Linked DNA regions of Mus musculus: region 1 is linked to region 2. A link is a contact called in public Hi-C data. All regions are on one chromosome and are shown on one strand. The core of a region is the stretch at or near the end of the contact, and the rest is flanking DNA. Distances in the headings are between cores, read along the strand shown. Region 1 overlaps Col12a1 (collagen, type XII, alpha 1). Region 2 has its middle 170 kb from the start of Gm39377.

Evidence for each region. A called contact is a pair of places that touch in the nucleus more often than the background predicts.
Region 1: a contact with region 2 is called in a Hi-C map of embryonic fibroblasts, with 3 times the contacts expected there. The contact joins two enhancer-like sites. A contact is called at or near these places in 4 of 484 Hi-C or Micro-C datasets (embryonic fibroblasts, liver and ventricular fibroblasts) and 1 of 115 datasets of contacts at active chromatin or transcription factors (embryonic fibroblasts).

Annotation. Positions count from the first base shown.
Region 1 is chr9:79,608,708-79,611,780 of GRCm38.p6, forward strand. It overlaps Col12a1 (collagen, type XII, alpha 1), which reads right to left. Exons shown (of 66, transcript NM_001290308.1): 59 at 1,107-1,160. Among named protein-coding and RNA genes, the nearest start is that of Gm10635, 91 kb to the left of the region's middle. Within about 2 kb of position 1,739, at least 64 of the 459 cell types and tissues checked have an H3K27ac peak or open chromatin away from gene starts, as enhancers often do. A contact at or near this core is called in embryonic fibroblasts, where this site is marked.
Region 2 is chr9:79,214,468-79,217,506 of GRCm38.p6, forward strand. No RefSeq gene overlaps it. Among named protein-coding and RNA genes, the nearest start is that of Gm39377, 170 kb to the right of the region's middle. Within about 2 kb of position 1,679, at least 70 of the 459 cell types and tissues checked have an H3K27ac peak or open chromatin away from gene starts, as enhancers often do. A contact at or near this core is called in embryonic fibroblasts, where this site is marked.

The DNA of each region.
Region 1 (3,073 bases), core at 489-2,988, 390 kb after region 2:
TACCTATAACCAGATTCACAATTCATAGACTAAAATCTCAGTACATTTGTTGCAAAGGCATATTTACAGAATAAAAACTCCTAATTTTTTAGTTTATTTCTGAAAATAAATAAATAACTAAATAAATCCTCCAAAAGACAGGGGTGGAAATGTTGACTAGTGGGGGATTAAGAAGGTGGCTGAGTTTATCCTCCTTTAGCCTCTCTTCCAGAGACCATAGAAGAGTCTAGAAATCCTTACTCCTCAGGGACATTCCCGAGGCTCCAAGTCTCTCCCTCCAGTCAGCACTCCTCATCCCACCAAAACCACAAGAATCTCTCCCTGTTGCTTTTAAGTCTAATTGCAAGCATTTCTGCTCTATATCTACTGGGCTATTTATAATATGATATCCAATACATCATGTTCTAAAGCCTACCACTTCTATTAAATAGAATCATAGATTTTATAAAATATTTCCCTAAATGTATGCAAAGTTGAGCTCTGTAGTAAATAGTTAGGCTTATTATTTATTTAAACTGTTCTTACATGAAAACACATGTATTAAATATAAATAGTAAAATCAAATAAACATATGTTCTGGAATCTTTCAATCCTGCCATGCAGACAGGGGGGCATAGCCAGTGTTTCTATCTCATTGTAACATCACCTATAGATTGTTCTACTTGAAAAAAATTTCAGAATCTATCTTCAGCTTAATCTACACAAGGCATAAGACCACCCTTTGTTTAAGATGTAGATAAAACCTACCTCCTCAGAATGACCAGTGGTTGCTCATTAATATTGTCCTTAACATTTAAATGTCACAGAGCTCAGATTCAGGAGGTGACCACTGAGGAACTGAGTCTAATATCTCACTGAAGAGAAAAATCAAGAGACCAACCAGACAGTGCCCAGGTCAGTCTGAGATTTTTCTGAAACAGAACTTGAAAAAGCATCTGTATTTTGACACATCTGTTTTCTCTAGAACATTTTGACTCATAAATCAAAAACAAATGGCTTCTGGATCAATATTCCCCATAGCACAGAGGGGGGAAACTCAAAATGGGAGGAAAGGAAAAGGAGGCTGGAGACCGTGGTCAGGGCAGTGTAACCCTCTCAGCTCTTACCGGTGGCCCCGGGGGACCTCTGGGCCCCATTGCACCATCTTTTCCAGTGAAACCCTGTTGTAAGAATGAAAGTACAGGTTAGGAAGGAAACAAGCATGTGGAATGAGGCTAAATAGATCACTAAGGGTGATAGGGTCATAAGAAGGGCTGAGTACATGGTGGTGTTTGGTAGCTAAGCTTTCAGTATGAAGACCAGCATTCCAAAATAACAACAATAACAACGACAAAAAAAAAAAAACCCTCATTTCAATTTACATTATACTTTTACTGAGTAATTAGTTCCTATGCTCATTCATTTGTATACTACAAGCAAAATTAGTTCAAATGCCAAACTAATATTTTTCAAAGAAGGCAGATTCTAAAATTTTAAGATTTTAAAAGAAAGATTTTAAGAAATTCTAAGATTTTAAAAGTACAAAAAGAGATGAAGGGAGACTGCCTCTGCTGATTGAAGCCACCCTCAGAAACTCAAACTGCCTTAGCTGCCCTACACTCAAAAAGGAAAGGAAGTCTTCTATTCTCTCAGCCAGAGTTAAATGTTCTCCCTTCATGACAGGGCCGAGCTATGTCAGTGTGAGCAGCAAGGAAAGGGCAGGCGCATCTCCCTGCAGGGCTGCCCTTTGGCTCCTGTGTCCACACTGGTTTGCTCTTTCCCTCTGTACAGTGCCAAATGACCTCTGTCTGGAGTGAGTCACCCTGCTACCTAGTTAGTGTTCATTCGCAACACCAGATCTCTGAAACCCAGCCGAGGACTTCTGAGTCAGTTTGCTGTTTATGCTTGCTGCATTCCTCAGTCAGAAGTGATTTTTGTCCCATTTTCCACAGAGAATAAAAATGATCAGTACCAGGCAATGGTGACTCCGCGCCTGCAATTCTAGCATTTGGGAGGCTGAGACAGGAGGATTGCTGTGAGTTCTGGGCCAGCTTGGTTTTGAAAAAATCAAACCATGGAAGAATTATGTTGTCCATAATTATTCAGCCTCTGTATTTCTGCTTACTTCACAATAGCAGAAACTTAGTTTTCTTTTAAGGGAGTTTTAGAAATACTCCCATATCCCCCAAAACAAATCTTTTCAGAAACTTAAAGGGATAAACTTTCAGTTTGCTTTCTGAAGAAGTTATGTCCGCTTAACAAATACCAGGCTTGGAGTCCATCTGATACAAAACCAACATTACTTCTGAGAGCCACTTAAGAAACCAAAGTGTTCCAGTAGCTCTGATAGGCCTGGTCTTCCATCCAAACAGATCCAAGTGCTACCACAGCACTCTCTCTCGCTCGCTCTCTCTCTCTCTCTCTCCCCTTGTAGGGAGGATCAGACTTTTAATGATCTAGTCATGCTTAGAACTTCCTGGCCACCTGTTTCTTTGAAGGAACATACCTAAATTGGGATGAGGGGGATTTAATTTGATGTCCTTAAATGGGCTATCTCAAGCCACCTGCAGTCACCATGCTTTACCTCTTAGCTTCACTTCTGACTGCAAGCCTGCAACAGTCGTTACTATAACCACCCGAATCAATCACGGTGTCAGAAGAGACTAGGGACCACTTCATATAAATTAGATACAAGTACATGGGGTTCTTCTGTGGTCCCCACTATACCTGCAGAACCTGACTCACCAGGGTCCTCTTCCTCACCTTCCTCCTGCTTCCCTCTCTTACTTCCTGCCACTTTCTTATTTATTTCTTATTTTTGTTAGCCAAAATCCCCATACCGACAGCTTCTCTCACTGTGTGAAACAGTGTATGTCCTCCCTGCTCACTGTGCCTGCTTTTAGCCTCAGAGGCAGCTCACTAAGCCATCGGCACATGAGTAGGGCCATGGAAGAAACGTGGGAATTGGTTCTTAAATCGTTGCCTCATTTTCATCCCAAGAGATAAGAGTGGTCTGTCCACAATGTTGGACATGGGTTGGAGTTTCATGGGTTGGAGGGGGAAATGTGCAGATCTTCCTAACCCCTCACCCTTC
Region 2 (3,039 bases), core at 429-2,928:
CTCAGAACTGCCTGGCATCGTTTATTTTGAAAATTTGTAAAAGCCTGTGTTTGAGTATTATAATACTTGCTTATTAATTAGTGAGTGGAGTTTGTCAAACTACTGGCCACAAATGATCCAGTGACAAGATATTCCCCTGTAGCCATGATGTTTTTTCTCTCTTGAAACAGGGATGTCATGGGCATCCTTCAAGTAATTTCCTAATTCTACTAGGACTCATTAAGCAAATACCTAATTAAACAATTTCTCACTTCTAGTCAAGAAAAAGACTTCTGACAAAGTAGGCAGGTTTTTGTTTTTGTTTGTTTGGTTTTGGTGTTTATATATACCAAGTCTCACCATGAAGGATTTGATAGAATTTCACAAATCAATTAATCAACAGGCCATTTCACCCAACAAAGTAAGTTTCAAACATTTGATGACTTCATTCTCAGTGCAAAAGAGCAGAGAAAGCAAGGGCATGTCACATCACTATCACTAAACAGTGGAATTTTGAAGGAAAAATCATTGAAAAGACATACACTCCAAATTTCTAATTTTGTTGACTATTAAACCAAGGGCTCCATCCTAATGTAGGATATAATACAGTTGTTAACTTGTCCTTCTTCCTGTTATTCCAGGGATTGTTGGTCCTCTGACCATGATGAACAGTTCCCCACACATCCCTGGGAAGACACCAGGATATCCTGTAGACCTTCTGCTCCTCTAAAGGACGTAACTTTAAAGTCTTCACATTCTGTGAGTTAAGAACATTATTTCAGCTTACACAGGATACTTAAGCTCCTCAATAAGAAAGTGACACTGAAAAAGCTTCATTCATCATGGCAGTTGAGGTATATGACCCATAATACAAACATACTCTGTTCTTATCCCCCAAAATAACCTTAGTAGTAATTAGACAAGGAAATTAAATTGTGGAATTTTGACATTAAAATATAAAAATATAAACATATTAATTAAATATTCCATAAATAAGTTATTAAATAAGAGTTATCCCCAAGCTAGTTGTAAAAGAACTAATTTTTTATCTGCCCATTGAGAAGAACTGCATAAACAAGGTTTGTGTATGAAATCTGGTTTTTCATCTTTTCATCTGTCCTCACTCATCCCTCCACCCTAAGCACATTTGTCTTTCCCTGCCCCTGCTCCACCCTGGCTGGAACTGTTGCTCCTGAAGCATGAAAAGGAGAGGCTGAGATCAAGGGGTTTCTGAAACTACTGAGTTTCTAGGCTGGAGTGGAAAGAATGGCATGAGCTCAAATACTCAATGATATGTTCAGAATTATATTGACAGAACTCAAGAGCCTATTTTTACTAATGAAAAGCACAGGCCTCTTAAGTACATCTTTCCTCATTTTGTTTCGTTCCTTACAGCAAGTTCACTCCTTCTCCCCCACCCACCCACCCAGTGTCTAAATATGCAGAACTTCTAGCCAAACTTTGGCACCCCACATCCTTATTCCTTGAACAAATGAAGCCATTGTGGACACATTTGTGCTCATATTCATCATTTACATGTCCTTATGGTATTGTGTTTGATCGTGGAAAATATTATGGGCACATTATTCTGGTTACTTTGGCAAAATGAGATCTTCTTCATAGTATTCTATTTCACACACTGTGTGAGAGCAAGAGCTTTGCAGACTTTCCCCCCAGTCCTCTCTGAGTCATCCTGTCTGGCATTTCAAAATACATTCCAAAGCAAGACGGGAGACTAACCACAACAGTAGCAGAGACACTGTTTGAGAGGAAATGCTTTTATTTGAGCTAAGGGGACGAAAATGAGAAAAAGAAAAAATAAAAGGAGATAGAGAAAGGCAAATCAACTGTGTCAGGGTCAAAGAAAATGTGGAACACTGGCTACTCTTTGTCATAGTCTTGTGTGAGTCTTCTGGTAACAAACTGTGTGGAACAGAAGAAGAAAGTGATATAGAGACTTGAAGAAAATGAATTACAAGTAGAAACTTAGGTCCTGACCTTGATCTGGGTCTGTCTTGTTACAATGGGTTCTCTGTTTTAGAGCAGGCCAAGGAGACCTTGATTTTGACTGCTTGGTCCATTGAAAGACAGCATGTGAGTTTCTACTTGTAAGTTTCAGTCTTTGATAGGGAAAAAATGTTCTATGTAAGGTCCTCTTACTGTGTTAGAGCATTTTCCTCTCTAACTCCATCTGCATATGTGGGTTGTAACTTGATTCAGGTTTTCTGCTTGAAAGAAAGCGCACAAACCACAGAATGAGTTCCACATCAGCAGCACTGAAGGTCACATTGCATTGAACTCTAAAGAGTGGAGTTGGGAAGAAGGGGTAGCGTCATTTATTGACTTCCTTGCCTTACATGGAATGGTCATTGCTTGAAGGGCACTCAGTTATATTAATAGAATGTAGCTGCTTTGGAAAAGTGTCCCATACATAAGAAATCTAGGGTCTGAAGGACCCAGTATCAATCTAATCTACTCACACAGACAGATGGAAGAGAAGTGAAGGTGTTGAATAGCATTGTGCCCGTCAATGACAGATGGCTATAGGGTTGTAGTCTTATAACATAAAAATAGAACTGAAAATCTCTATTGCCTAAAGCCATCATAGCCACTCATCACTTTTTAAACTGCTGTCATTATATAAATATAATATCTATATCTATTTATATATCTGTATATTACTGTCAATCATAGAAAAAGTGCAGCAGTGCAATTTTGCAAGTACTTGGTAATAGTTGAATTTTACAAGTTTATATGTTTCTATAGTATAATATTCTTGTTTGAAAAGAGATTCCTAGTAACTTAAAAGAAAGCTTATTATAGAAATAGTATGTTGCAATACACCAGCATCATCCTGAGAGTCCTCTGGCTTACCATGCCTATAGGCATTGTTTACCATGAGGACTAAATAGGAGAATTAATAGAAGATAACAATTAATCTTAGAACACATATATCTACCTCATTGAAAAACACTGTGGGTTGAAAGCTAGATTTAAAATCTCAATTGCTTTGACAGGTTTCTTAGTGAAAAATGTGGGAATGACAGAATGTCTTGGTTA